Regions from separate parts of the Anas platyrhynchos genome. Here region 2 is linked to region 1. Evidence: chromatin contacts called from public Hi-C data. All regions are on one chromosome and are shown on one strand. The core of a region is the stretch at or near the end of the contact, and the rest is flanking DNA. Distances in the headings are between cores, read along the strand shown.

The links. A called contact is a pair of places that touch in the nucleus more often than the background predicts.
Region 2: a contact with region 1 is called in a Hi-C map of subcutaneous adipose tissue, with 1.6 times the contacts expected there. The contact joins the promoter of BTBD6 here to the promoter of HSPA2 in region 1. A contact is called at or near these places in 2 of 8 Hi-C or Micro-C datasets (skeletal muscle and subcutaneous adipose tissue).

What each region holds. Positions count from the first base shown.
Region 1 is chr5:7,897,648-7,905,211 of IASCAAS_PekinDuck_T2T, forward strand. It overlaps HSPA2 (heat shock protein family A (Hsp70) member 2), which reads left to right and starts at 4,456. Exons shown (of 1, transcript NM_001310775.1): 1 at 4,456-6,953. The coding sequence starts at 4,732. The coding sequence ends at 6,636.
Region 2 is chr5:8,028,116-8,035,679 of IASCAAS_PekinDuck_T2T, forward strand. BTBD6 (BTB domain containing 6) reads right to left here and starts at 3,477. Exons shown (of 5, transcript XM_027459578.3): 1 at 3,126-3,477; 2 at 2,505-2,796; 3 at 2,294-2,384; 4 at 1,867-1,985; 5 at 236-1,623. The coding sequence starts at 2,707. The coding sequence ends at 591. BRF1 (BRF1 general transcription factor IIIB subunit) reads left to right here. Exons shown (of 19, transcript XM_021274541.4): 7 at 6,285-6,434.

The DNA of each region.
Region 1 (7,564 bases), core at 3,206-5,705:
TAAAAAGTAGTCAAGAAAGGAATGCCTAAGGTGCACAGCACACCAGTTTATCTACTTAGCATTAGTGATACTAACCTCAGCTTTTAATCATGCCTCAGAAACTGTCAGAAGTATATGTAAATAAGATGCTCTAAAACCACTTAATTACAAAATCCTTATTCCTGGAAACATCAGGAGTTAGTTTAATCAGTGTTACCAACGTTCTTGATTTTATTGAGTCTAATCCATCTGATGCAGTCTGGTTTTAGTTGTGAAATGGTGTAATCAGATATTTTATTTCTTAAATTATGAAATAAAACCAAACCAAAACAACAACAACAACAAAAAAACAAACCTCTAAAAATTACATGGAAAATCCTTAAAGTGTAATCAGAGCATATGCTAAAGATTAAAAAGCCAGAGGTGAATAAAGTCACGTGTTTTTTAAGCTCATAATTTTAAACAAGTTTATAATTTTAGGAGATCTGACTCATGATTTTTGAACTTCTGGTTTGGCAATACTAAATTACTGCACCCTATGTTCTGCTATTCTGAGTATTTCCATATTACTGATCATGCATTTGTGTAATTTGCAGAAAACGTGTTATACTGACTTGCAGTTTCTTTTCTTTCTTTTTTTTTTTCCCCCACACACAAAAACTAGCATTTATTTAAGAAAAACACCTGTAATAGGACTGTCTTTCAAAACAAGTAGTGTCTGCTTGCAAAAAGTGGAAGTATCTGAAGACAAAATAACACCAAAAAAAAAAAAGTTAGAAAAATAACATAAAAAGTTACAAAGTTAAAATTGCAGTTTTTAACACAGCAGCAACTTGTCAGAAGAATCTGTTGCCATTTCAACCACTTCTTGTCTGAATTCCAATTCCTGTGTATATATTCACAAATAGGAATGAGATGAAGAGTTTCAGCAATGGAAGGGTAGTTAGATAAAGTGTTATTTGTTCTTGGAACAACTGTTGCTTAGATTTTTCTGAACTGGGTGTTGTAAAAGAATTCATTTACCCTCACCGATACAATCTGATTTATGCTATTTTTTTGGACAGCTTTGATAAGGAAATGGCTACTAATCTCCAGAATTTAAGGTCTAAGATCTTCTTATCATCAGATGACCTGAACTCCTGTATATGACAGGCCATTACATTTTATCATCTCAATGAACCAAGCAGCTGATATCTGATTAAACTGTAACTAGTGTTCACTCCTATTTCTATACTACATTGCTTTATGACATACGTTGGAAAAAGAAATAATCATACTTTTATCAAGATAAAGATATGGGCTGAGTGCTCAGTTCTGCTCCAGATACTGAGCTCTTGCTTCATTGAAGAAATCTAAATATCATCTACAGTTCTGGCTGGGTGGTGTAATGGAGAATAGCCTACAGCGTATTGCATTACTGCCAAACAGGAGCCATGGGATCGATCCTAAACACAAATAAATGTATCAGAAAGAGCCCCACGTGCTTCCAGAGGTGCCAACCGGCTGCTCTGGAAGTATTAAAATATGTTTTACAGGTTCAGGATGAGGGAATCCCAGCAAATGTTTTCTTTAAAGGGAAAATCAGACTTGTGCTAAAGTCCTCAGCATAAAGTGTGCTCTCTAATTTCTGAACCAGTCTGTTTGGCTCACCTGTAACATGACTGCATATGAAGCAACATAAAAGAAAATCATGTGGCTCTTCCCATATGAGAGGATGACTGTAGAGATGAGTTGGTGCACAAATTGTGCTGCAAGTCTTAAGAGAACTGCTGACAAAAAGCAGGCGTGTAATAGCTCTGCTGAGAAGAGAGAATAAGTCTAATGAGGCTTTAGAGGTTGTTCCCTCGAGTTAGACTGGACTTTCTCTAAGGACATCTGTAGGAGATGAGAGATGACGGCAAGAAAATCATGTCAATTTTTGATTGGGAACAAAAGTTTAAAAAGAAGCTCAGACCTATGTGTATTGATGTATGAGAAGAAAACAGCATCTGTGTGCTCAGCTGGAAAAGAAATTCTTCTGCAGCAGGCTAAATGAAATATTTGGTAGCCTGAGTCTACAGGCCTTTTGATTTTTCCTGACATTGTCCCTGATTGTCCATAATTTACACCATTAGCATTAAAGTGGTATGCTTATGCATTCCTCCCAGCTATTTTCTCCAAATTCATGATAGCAAAACTACAATTAAAAAAATTTAAATAAATGAGGGAGTACTATTAGGGTAAGCAGTAATCCCAATCAGTGCAAACAGCTCTTTAGCGGGTTATCAGCGCATCTGGATAGCTGCACAACTACACCAGGGCCATCATATTAGTTATTAGGCCAAGGCAACCATCACCCCAAACAAGTTTTGTCTGGAGCAGCTGTGCATATTCTGTGCCTGGGCTGATGAAACTCACAGCTGAAAGCTTTGGGCCAAATTCATGAAATCTCCTTTCTGAAGCTGATAGAACCTGTTTGATTACACCTACATCTGAATGAGATATCAAATTAATTTTGATATAAAGACATTATTATCTGCTTATTGTGCTAATCAAGATTTCTGCGTCATTTCCTGGACCATTTGCTCTTTCCTTCTCTTTCTACAGAGGCAGGAATACTCTTTTTATTCTTAAATATCAGTGTCTGAGTTTACATTGCATCTACCAAAACTGGGTCCTCGTGCATTCTCATGCACGTTCCACAATCCTCACAAGGACACAAATAACAAACGGCCTCTATTTTTCACCTGGAGCTGAATCTGTCAGCCAACTCTCTTTGTATCTCTCCAGCATTTCTCTCTGCTCCACATGATACCATCAACTGCATGAAGGAGCAGGGAAGTACAGGAAGAGATAGTTCAGTGATGAATCAGTCACTGGTCTGACTACAAGAGCCACCGACACCCTTCCCATCACAGAAACCAGCACACGGGAGGCAGAGAACCTCCTGCTGGAGGTACGGGGGCTGACACCTTCCATTTTCCATTCCCTTCTGGATTTCTCCGAGGTCGGAACCGCTGTGTTAAAAAGGATTGGGATGTGTGGAATAGTTACCTAAGCATGTTCATTATTTACCATCAGAAAGGGAAGCCCTTCTGTCCCCAGACTACATACATGCCTGCTACGTAAGAGGCAGAATTCTCATGTCGTGTAAAAAATGCTTTCAAAAACAAACTAATTGAACCAAGGATGTTTCTGAGAGGGTGTAATAACTGCACAAGCACAAGCCATGCTGGCAAAAGCTGTAACATTTTCTACGAGGGCTGCTATAACATAATGCTGAAGGCTGGGGACAACATTCACGACAGATGATTTAAACATACACTGTGTTTAATCCTTCCTTCACGTAACACAAAACTCTGCGTGTAGCAGACTTTCGGCTGCTCTTTTGAAGCAGCAATCCACAACTCGCGCACGGGAAGAGCGATCTCAGCGCGGCATTTTGCTCTCCTGACTATAATTGGAATATCTTGAAGTGTTTGTCTCAAACTCAGGAGGAATAACTCGGAGCCACCACGGCAGATTTTCACGTTTAATGCCTTCTCATCAAAGCCCTCGCCTCACTGCGAGTTAACAGCCCCCCCCCCTCCAACCCCCCCAAGCCTTTGCTAAATGTAGGCGTGACGGCATTTTAACATTAGCACAACAGACAAAAATTTGGAGGCGTTTCAAGAATGGCCAGCAGGCAGCAACAGGGCTCCCCTCCAGCCGCCCACGCTGCTCCTTTTTTTTTTTTTTCCAGAGGGGACAGCGAGGAGGTGGCAGCGCCCCGCGGGCAGGGCTGCTCGGGGCGGCGGGCAGCTCGGCCGTCTGTCAGCTCGCCAAATTCAGCCGAAATAAGGCTAAAAATCGCCTAAAAATCGGGACGGCCGCTCTGCCATAGAGGGAACGAGCCGAGCGCTGAGGAGAATTCACCTCAGCAGCGGCCAAGAGGCGGGGGGGGGGGGGGGTGTATGGGGGGGGCGCCTCAGCTCGCTGACGAGACGGGGGCGGGCTGGCGGCGTGAGGGGAGACGGGGGGGTGAGGGGGGCAAAACTGCCGCCTTGCGACCAAATAAGGGTAAATTCGCCACCAGGCGGCCGCTGGGAGGTGACACGCGGCGTTTGACGGAACTTTCAGGAATTATAAGCGCTGTGGGGGGGCCGCTGCCCCGTTGCCCCCCCCCCCTCCTCCTCCCACCCCTGGCGCCCCTCAGGGGCTCGGGGTGACTCTGAGGGGGGGGGGCGCGTGCCCAGCCCCTTGGCAGCGCGGCGCGAGTTGCGTAGCGACCACGCCCCGCCCCCCGGCCCTCCTGCCCGCTTCCCATTGGACAGCGCTGACGTCAATCCCCCGGCCCTTGCGCCCAGCGTCCAGTGGAACTTTCTAGCAGAGTTTCGGGCGCGGGGGGGGGCGGGGCCAGCGGGGAGCGCGCGCTGTGATTGGCCCGCGGCCGTGGCGCACGCTGCCAAGCGAGAGGGATCGAGAAACAACAGGAAGAAGGCCGCCGGCCGCCCCGAGGGGCGTGGCTAGAGGAGGGGCGGAGCGCTGCTGATTGGCTAGGAGGCAGGGGGCGGGCGCTGCTCGTGGAGACGCGGCGGTGATTGGTCGGTCGCGGCAGGCAGGCTTCTGGATTGGTCCGCGGCGTTCTGGCAGGTTCCAGAAGGAGGCTGAGCGGGCTATAAAAGGGGCGCGGGCGGCGCGGTAACGGCAGAACGCGCCGCGGCAGGCAGCGGGAGCGGGTGGCGGGGACGTGACCGGGAGCCAACGAGCAGCTGATCGCAGAAAGCCGCCGTCATGTCTGGCAAAGGGCCGGCGATCGGCATCGACCTGGGCACCACGTACTCGTGTGTGGGCGTCTTCCAGCATGGCAAAGTGGAGATCATCGCCAACGACCAGGGCAACCGCACCACGCCCAGCTACGTGGCCTTCACCGATACCGAGCGGCTCATCGGCGACGCCGCCAAGAACCAGGTGGCGATGAACCCCACCAACACCATCTTTGATGCCAAGCGCCTCATCGGCCGCAAGTACGATGACCCCACCGTGCAGTCGGACATGAAGCACTGGCCCTTCCGCGTGGTGAACGAGGGTGGCAAGCCCAAGGTGCAGGTGGAGTACAAGGGCGAGATGAAGACCTTCTTCCCCGAGGAGATCAGCTCCATGGTGCTTACCAAGATGAAGGAGATTGCTGAGGCCTATCTGGGGCGCAAGGTGCAGAACGCTGTCATCACGGTGCCTGCTTACTTCAATGACTCCCAGCGCCAGGCCACCAAAGATGCTGGCACCATCACCGGCCTGAACGTGATGCGTATTATCAACGAGCCCACAGCAGCTGCGATAGCCTACGGCTTGGACAAGAAAGGTACTCAGGCTGGCGAGAAGAACGTGCTCATCTTTGACTTGGGAGGGGGCACTTTTGATGTTTCCATCCTTACCATTGAGGATGGCATCTTTGAGGTGAAGTCCACAGCTGGGGACACCCACCTGGGGGGGGAGGACTTTGACAACCGCATGGTGAACCACTTTGTGGAAGAATTCAAGCGTAAGCACAAGCGTGACATTGCTGGCAATAAGCGTGCGGTGAGGCGACTGCGTACGGCTTGCGAGAGGGCGAAGCGCACTCTCAGCTCTTCCACGCAAGCTAGCATTGAGATCGACTCCCTGTACGAGGGCATTGACTTCTACACTTCCATTACTCGTGCCCGCTTTGAGGAGCTCAATGCCGACCTCTTCCGTGGCACCCTGGAGCCTGTAGAAAAGGCCCTGCGTGATGCCAAGCTAGACAAGGGCCAGATCCAGGAGATCGTGCTGGTTGGAGGTTCCACCCGTATCCCCAAGATCCAGAAACTACTACAGGACTTCTTCAATGGCAAAGAGCTCAACAAGAGCATCAATCCTGATGAGGCTGTTGCTTACGGTGCGGCCGTGCAAGCGGCTATCCTCATGGGAGACAAGTCCGAGAACGTGCAGGATCTGCTCCTGCTGGATGTCACCCCCCTGTCCCTGGGCATCGAGACAGCCGGCGGGGTGATGACCGCCCTCATCAAGCGTAACACCACCATTCCCACCAAACAAACGCAGACCTTCACCACCTACTCAGACAACCAGAGCAGTGTCCTGGTCCAGGTGTACGAGGGTGAGAGGGCCATGACCAAGGACAACAACTTGCTGGGCAAGTTTGATCTGACAGGCATCCCCCCAGCGCCCCGTGGGGTCCCCCAGATCGAGGTTACTTTCGACATAGATGCCAATGGTATCCTGAACGTCAGTGCGGTAGACAAGAGCACGGGTAAGGAGAACAAGATAACCATCACCAACGACAAGGGTCGCCTCAGCAAGGATGACATTGACCGTATGGTGCAAGAAGCAGAGAAATACAAAGCAGAGGATGAAGCCAACAGAGATCGGGTGGGAGCCAAGAACTCGCTCGAGTCCTACACTTACAACATGAAGCAGACGGTGGAGGATGATAAACTGAAGGGAAAGATCAGTGACCAGGACAAGCAGAAAGTGCTCGACAAGTGCCGGGAGGTGATCTCTTGGCTCGATCGCAACCAGATGGCTGAGAAAGAAGAGTACGAGCACAAGCAGAAAGAGCTGGAGAAACTCTGCAACCCGATCGTCACAAAATTGTACCAGGGAGCTGGAGGAGCTGGGGCAGGTGGATCCGGTGGCCCGACCATCGAAGAAGTAGATTAAAAGGACTGAGCACAGACTGGTTTATGGACAGTCACTCCATTCTTTGCTTTATATTTTTCTAACGTTTAAGAAAAACGTCATTGCCAATAACAGAGTTTATTCTGTTGGGTGTGTATAAAGGCAGATCTATCAGCTTGGTTTTGATAAAAGGGAAGGCACGTCCTGCTTTATAAGGTTAGTAATAGAGAAGTTTTGTTAATTCAGATACAGCTACTTGTATTCTGGATGTTTGTCTCTGTTTAAGTGTCTCTTCTAAAGTAACCACGCAACTGTTGCAGTTGACAAGTTTCAAGTTATGCATGGGGAAAAAAAAAAACTTTATGGAAGATGAGAAATGCCGAACTTCTGGAAATTTTGGTAATAAATAAAATGTATTTAAAGCATAAATCTAGCTTCCTTCATTTTGTGGGTGGGGGGCGGTGGGGTGGGTGGGTGCCCCCAACCCCCTGAGCGGGGCTGGGGTGGTGACGGGGAGCCCCGGGGGTGCCTTTCCTCACAGGCACAGAGCTCCTGGGCGGGCTCGTCCCCTCCCTGGGGAGCTGAGCTTGCTTCAGGCTGGCGGGGGGGCTTGGGCTGGACTCCCCCCAGCTGTGGGGTGTGGGGCACAGGGCCCTTTATCGTGCAAGTGCCCCCGAAAGGAGCGGCATGGGAATGAGCACAATTAGACAGATCTGCTCTGGGGATAGCTGAGCTTGGCAGTGTATGGCTGGCTATACAGCCTGCTGAGTTATTCCTGGGTTGCTTGCGTGCACGCTGAGCTTCTATTTTATTTTTTTGTACTGAAAGTGTTTTTCCTCTAAGTTGATCGAAAGTACGGCTGCCAAGGATCCTGAGCACGGTAAATGCTGAATAATGAGTCCGGCTGCCGAAGCCGATAGAATAGGCAAATCCTGTAGTAGTTAAACTCGCCCGGCTCTCCTCCAAACAG
Region 2 (7,564 bases), core at 2,227-4,726, 130 kb after region 1:
GTTTTGTCTGTGTTAACTTAGGCAACACACAAAACACCTCTAAGCTTCTATATCAGCTTCCCTGTGAAAGAAAATAAAAGCAAGTAAAAGCTGCCTGCTGGATAGTCTCAGCAGGCAAGGGAGCCTTCATAGGGGCAGGGATACACCCCCACATGTAAGGGGCAATGGCATTATCAACTGTAGTTGAATTAACAGACACAAGCCATAGGATCAGTAACAATCAAGTACACAGGAGTTAGGGCAAGTAAAAAGGTTTTATATTTCACAGATTCATAAACTGCTCTAGTTTAGAACATTCTGTTTAAGTCAGCTGCAGTCTGCAAGTTAGTTATCTATATACAAAATAAATGCACAGTACGTGCGAAATTTAACATTTTTCTGCTTGTTGCAGTCTTAATTAAGTCAAATAGCTTATGAATAAATAAAATAAGATTAAATTCGAGAGCATTCCTTCACTTATTTGTATAGGCTGATGTAGCAGATAGGTAAGTAGCATAACATTCCATACTGCTGTACAGTTTCGTAGTAAAATTGGAAAATCCCTTAATGTGCATTGTTGCAGTATCGGAATACAATCAAGGTGAAATGCATCATGCATAGAAAATGAGCTCAGGTATCTGTCCTCCTTGTACTCCAGTTCCATTGGTACTGTCCGAGGAGCACTGGAACTGGAATGTCACTTTTCCACACTGCACTTCAGTCATTCCCTCTTGCCCGAAGTAACTGAGTTCATTGCCGTCGAGAATAGCACTTACATTGTAAAACGTGTCCTGCTCAACCTGCACAGGGTGTTCAAACCACACAGAGAAAGTATTACTGGACCCGTCGGAGGTAAACTTTGTCAGATTTTGAGCAAGGACAACTCCTAAGCGCTTCAGTTCGATTTTGACGCTGTATTCAGCTTTGCCGCAACTTGACCCATACAATCCCAGTCCTGCTATAAATATCCGTTTGTCTACGGCAAACTGAATACTGTCACACCGCCCTCTGTACCTCCACTGGTTACTGCGGTACGCGGACGACTGAAATCGATGGCATCGCTGAGGTACGAGTCCTTTCCTTTTCGTCAGGGGAAACTCAAGTTTGGGTTTGTTGGCAGCCGTGTACCATAGGAATATGTTGTGAGTTTCCTCAAGGGTGAGGATGTCGGACTGGGCAGCTCCGTTGGCAAACTCTTCCAGAGTCATAGTGGGAATCCGCACCAAGTACAGCGCTTTTCCTAATACATTCCTCTTGTTGCGTGGCGTAACCGGCAGCCCTTGCCTTTTGCATTCAGCCTCTGCCCAGTTGAGAACGGCCTCGAAAACTACCACTTCCTTGGTGTTGAGCGCCTCCCGGGTTACAATGATCTCTAGCGTCTGTTGATCTATCTCACAGAAGCCTTCTGACTTCAGTGCCATTTCTGCTTGAGCATCAATCACCTCCCAGCAGCGCTGTGTCAGCTCTGGCTCCTCAAAGAGCCTGCTCTGAGACAGCAGAACGCAAGCGTTCTTCGCCTCTAAACTAGTCTCCAGAAAATTGACGCAAGCCTTTGCTAGGGCTGGCACGATGTACTTCTTGGCAGCATACAGCGTAGCCAGAACTGTGTCAGCTTCCAGGTCTATTTCATCACTATACATGTATCTAGAGGGGGGAAAAAAGAAGTTTCTTAAGGGAAAAATAGATGTATGTATAGCCCATGAGAAAAAAAAGAAAAACTCATCTGTAGTCATCTTTGCTGGCAGCGAGTCTGACACTCGGTATTTGTCAGCACATGAAGTAAACAGTAATATGTGCATATTGCACAATGCCAATTAGGAGGTAGATGTATAGTTTAAGCTACTTTGATTCTGTCCACGTAATTAGTAACTTGTAGTGGCCACTTACTTTAATAGGATTAGAAAGGCTGCAGGTTCCACATCTGGTATATGGATTTCAGATTTGACCTCTGCGAGATCACCATAAAACATAGCGTAGAAGACAGAGCTACCGACTGCCAAAACGTACTGGAAAATAGAGAGGGAGGGAGAGAAGCCTCAGTACCGTGCGTCTGTGATGACTGAGCGTGCTGGCTCTTGATAAGAGCTACACTTAGGGAAAGTTAAAAGCTGCAGCTGAGGCAGGCGCCCGCCTTAGACAGTTCCCTTTAACTGCCATATATGCCAATTACTTCTGGGATTAGGCAGGAGGGATAATTAAGAGAAAAAAATTGAATTGAGTTGTTTGGGAGTTGGGGTAAGAAGGGGGGATGCTCAGCACTATCACAAAAAGCAGGGGGGGGGGGGAAAAAACAAAAATAATGCTCTGCACAAACCTTATGGGCAGGAACTTTCTTGGATGCCCCTGGCGGGCCCACGATGAAGTGGACGTCAGCCATGAGTTCGTTATTGAACATCAGCGCGTTCCTGCAAGCGAGGGGAAGGGAGGGAGGTGTGGAGAGGCCGCTCAGTGCCCCCATCTCCCCCCCCGAAACCCCCAGCCAGCCCGGTGGCGGGGTCGCTCGTCCCTTGTCGCTCGTCCCTTACCTCTCGCGCAGCGTGGGGTGGAAGGACTGCCAGTTGGCGCTCTCCAAGTTGTTGTTGTTGAGGTTCTGGAGCTGTGGCGGCGGGGGCGGCTGGGCGCTCTGCTGGAGCTGCAGCGCGTTCTTCTTGCTGTTGGCAGCGGTGGCGGCGGCGTTGCTGTTGGCGATGTTGGTGTTGGCGCTGGCAGGGTAAAGTTCTGCAGCCATCTTCCTCTTCAGGGCCAGGGGCACTATCTCATAGCATCCTGGCACCTTGCCGTTTGGCCTCGCGCTCTTTTTGGACTTCTTTAAGGTCTCTGGAAGCAGAAGAAAAAAAGTCAAACACTTCATGATCCTGCCATTGAGGCACCCATGGGGCAGTGGCATGAGCAAGAGAACTAACAGATCCCAACGCAGGTCCCGCGGTTCGCTTCTAGGTGCGGGGCGGCCTCTTTCTCTTTTTTAATTTTTATTTTTTTCCTTTTTTTCCTCCTTGGCTCCAAGGGGGGCTGCCCAGCCTCGGCACCGCCACGACTGCAGCGAGCGGGGCTGGCCGGCAGCTCCTTCCCCCGAGGAAAAAAAAAAATAAAAAAAAATATATATAAAAAAAAATAGTAAAAATAGGGAAAAAAACCCAAGCACACACCACCAAAAAAGCCACAGATCCAGCAGAGCAGGCGCAGCGTTGAGGGGCGAGCCTCAGTCCCCGGGTCCTCCAGCCGCTACAGCCCCCCGCCGGCTCCCCAGCGCCCGGCTCCGTCCTTCCCCGCCCGGCGGCGGCTGCTGCTCGTGGGGCACATCCGCGGCGCTGGGGCTGGCTCCGGGGGCTGGCTCCGGGCTGCCCCGCACCAAGTTTCCTCCTCCTCCTCCTGGCCCCAGCCGCGGGGGCGTCGCTGCCCCCTGGGCGCTCCCCTCACGGCGCTGTCGGGACGCGGCTCGGCCGCGCTCGGCTCCCTTCGGCTCCGCTCGGCTCTGCCGGGCCCTGCCTCCGCCTCCCGCCCTAAGAGGCAGCGCCGCGCCGCGCGTCACCGCCAATCAGCCAATCAGGAGAGGCGGGGGGAGCCGCCCCCCCCCCTCCTCCTCCTCCTTCTCCTCCTCCTCCCGCCCCTCCTCAATCTCCGACGCCCGCCTGGGGGCGCAGAGCGGCCGGGGCCGTGCGCAGCGCCGAGCGGAGCCGAGCGGAGCCGAACGGAGCCGAGCGGAGCCGAGCGCGGCCGAACCGCCCCCGCCCCTTCCCGCCGCCCTTCCCGGCAGCACCGGGCGGGGGCGCCGCTGCCCCGCGCTGGGGAGGGGGGGGCGGGAGGGGAGGGGATGGGGATGGGATGGGATGGGATGGGATATGGGATGGGATATGGGATATGGGATGGGATGGGATATGGGATATGGGATAACTGGGGGGGAGCCCAGGGCCTCCTCCCAGACCCTATCTGACGGGTGCTGCCCCCACACCCCGGTTTCCCACTTTAATTTTTATTTTAATTTCGCCCCCTTTAGTTTTTCCCCATTTAACTTTTTCCCCTCCACTTTTTCCCCTTTATCCTTTCTCCCCCTTTTTGCCCCCTTTACTTTCCCCCCTTAACTCCCCCTTCTTTACTTTCCCCCTTTTTTTCCCCCTTCTTTTTCTCCCTTTATTTCCCCTTTATATTTCACCCTTTTATTCCCCCCCCTTTATCCCCATCCTTTATTTCCCCCTTTATTTTTCTCCCTGTTTTTCCCCCTTTATTCCCCCTCTTTATTTTCCCTTCTTTATTCCCCTCCTACTCCCCCCCCCCTTTATTTCTTTCCCTGTTATTTCTTTCCCCTTTATTTCTTTCCCCCATTATTTTTCCCACATCGATTATTTCATCACCCCTAGGCCCTCACAGTGCCCCCTCCTCTCTCCCCCCTGCCCTGCAGCCCCATTACTGCTGGGGGAGGCTGTCTTAAATCCTTCACTGGGGGTTTTCACTCTCCCTGCTACTTCTGTGCATCCAAGTTGGAGCTGGGATAGGGAGCAGCGCCTCCCCTTAAAAACAAAACAAAACAAAACAAAATAAAATAAAATAAATAAACCCGTTTGCATCACAGCCCCCATCGTAGAAAGCCAGCTGTGCCCCAGGCGAAGCAGCAGTCCCTGGGCAAGGAGCAGACCCCTGGGGACGGGGGGCTCCTCCTGGGGGCACAGCGCGGTGCTGGGCTGCTGCCGCTGGGGTCGAACCCCAAAAGGGTTCGTTCGCCCTCCTTGGGTTTAGCAGCATCTTAAAAAGCGTTTATTCATTTTTATTTGTCAGTCCGTGCAGGAGATGGTCCTGTTAACTTTGGCCCCGTGTTTGATTTAGGTATTGGTAGCTTTGCATCCTGGCCATTTACGGCCTCTTTATGGCTTTTTGCTTAAAAACCATCCCTGTGCTCATTTTCTGACTGGGAGCTTTCAGAACTGGAATTAACGACGTGTAATGTTTGGTCAAATGACCCGTGGGCACGAACGCTGGCAAAGACCTCAGAGCAGCCACTACGCGGATGGGCCTCGCTGCTCCCCGATCCCAGAGGGGGTCGAGGAGCCCCCACTGCAATCCTTGTCCTCAGCAGGAGCCTGGTCCCTGCCCCAAAACAGGCAGCTTGGGGGTCTTTGGGTGCCAGGCACCCATTGCTCCTGGAAGCGCTTCTTCTCCTGTTTTGGGATTGATGGTTTCTGTTAGTTTTAGAAGCCATACTTTTGTAACAATCTGTAGTTGTGCCAATAGGCATTTATGCAAGAAAGTGCTTAAAATTGGGTTTTCCTCAGCTGTTCTCCCAGGCAGTCTACTTGCAACGAGCACCTAAACGTGGTAGGGATCTACTAGCACACCGCACGGATAGTTGGAAGTACGGAGCCCTAAAAAAAATCACAGGAATTGGTCAATCCCTTGGTTTTTGTCATCATGTTTAGGAGCCGGCTGCACTTGGGCGTTTCTGAAGTTTTGAGGGAGATGCGGTTGGAAGCTTTTGCTCGCTGAGTGCAACGCTTTCCTTCACGTGCCTCTGTAGGACTGACAGGCGTAATCACGTTCGTTGTGATCGTGGTAATTACGGAGAGCAACAGGGTATCATTGTCAGAACTCGGTGCTAAATGAAACCGCTTTGATTAATTGTAAATCTCGAAGCCTGGCGCAGCGATCTGAGCTGGGTTTTCATCTTTATCAGTTTAAGTGCCCACATAGGGGATCAGCTAAGGAAATTGAGTTGAGGCTAATAGTTAACAATTTACCGTACATCATGGATTTTCGGTCAAGTGATAAAAGGCTGGCAGGAAATGAGAAATTGATACCTCAAATAAGAGTAAACATGTGTTAAGCGTAGCATTTACAAGATCGTTTGATAAATTATAAATTGGTTTAGGCAAAGCACAATCCGAACTGACAGATTTCGGTTAGTTTGAAGCTGATAACACCAGCACTTGAAATAAGTTTATACATCACGAGGCAGATCCACGGCTGATGTAAATTGTCATAGTGCTGCTGACGTTAATTGGGTTCCAGCAATTTGTGCCGACGGAGGGTACGCCTGAATACATGCAGCATGTGGAGCTTTGAACCCTGAAAAGCACGTAAGGAAAACATGGTGTGGTGCTTTAAAAGCCTCTTGTCTGCAAAGCAAGAAAGGATTTTGTTTTAGCTGTACCCGTAGTGAAAAGGTGTTTCAAAAGCTTAGTCTGTGCTGCTTTCCAGTTGTTTTCTGAGATGTGAAGCAAGCTGACCATGACAGCCCCACGGTGCTGCCGTTCAAGTTTTGTGGTTCATAAATCAAGGTTCGGGACTAGAAGTAATCTTGTTACCTTCTATTTCAGATCCGTGTTTATACATTCCTCGTTTTGCACATATGCTTGAGTTCGGGGATAAGAACCACGAGGTGTCCATGACGGCTCTCAGGCTGCTGCAGAGGATGAAGCGAGACTGGATGCACACCGGCCGCAGGCCGTCCGGGCTCTGCGGAGCAGGTAGGCGAAATGCTGGACGCGCTGCTTCGACCCCAGCAGGATGCACAGGAGGGTCTGCCAGCTGGGAATGCATGCAGGCTTCTTCATTTTCTAGGTGATCCCATATTCTCTGGGTTTTGCCCTGTCAGGCACATACAGCTTAGACAGCATTTCATCATTTTTGCCCCTACATTATTTGCTCAGATCCCTCGCCTCTTGCATTTTGGGTTTTTTTAGCCTTCTTTCTGGTGCTCCTCTCTCCCCCACTCTCTGCAAGCTCTAGGTTTTTGTCAGCTAAAACCGCATCACGAGTGCAAGCACTTTGTTTTGTGTCTTCACGCTGATTCTTATGCAAGAAATGCCCTCTCTGACCTAATCTGTGAAATTGTTTTCCTCTCCTTCTTCAGCTTTTTCCGAGATTCATTGCCAGCATGATGCTTATAAAAAATCTGCTGGCTTGGGAGGGCTAAGCTAAAAGGCAGTGAGTACCAGCCAGTGAGGTCAGACTGATGAAGAGTGCATATAGTCACACACACAGTTCATGTATGCCCTCGCTTTTCTTTGAAAGATCTTAAACGTGCATGCTTGAATGAGAAATAGTGCACAAACCACAGGGAACCCAGGATTATGAGATGATACTGAAATTTCTAGCCTTTTCTTGTTAATAGTACTTGCTTACTGCACATCACCAAAAAATCCGAGTACAGGCTCTGTAGGAAACCAGCCTTATCTTCGATTCACTACATAAGCTATGTCTATGTGAGCAAGTGATTTGATTCAGTAGACATGGATCCAATAGATGGAAGCAGGAGGTGCTGAGTCCCCTGTATCCATCCATGTCATAAGCCTTTCGTGTATTTTTTGTAGTCTGGGCTGAGAAGAGTTCCCTGGCCTAAATGGGCCACAGGTTTGGGGCTATGTAAAGGACCTGTCCTTAGTTCAGCCCCTGATGTTCCATCAAGGACTGGAGCACTTCCCACACATACCTGAAGTAGAGCTCTGCTTTCCTTTCCTCCAAAAGAAAGCACTTTTGCCCGCTTAAACCTCTTCTGCCCACTGAACCGCTGCGTGATGAGTGAGGCTGGTGCTTCAACACTGAGCTATTGCTCTGACTCAAAACAGGAATGCAAATACAGCCTGTGCTGGTTATC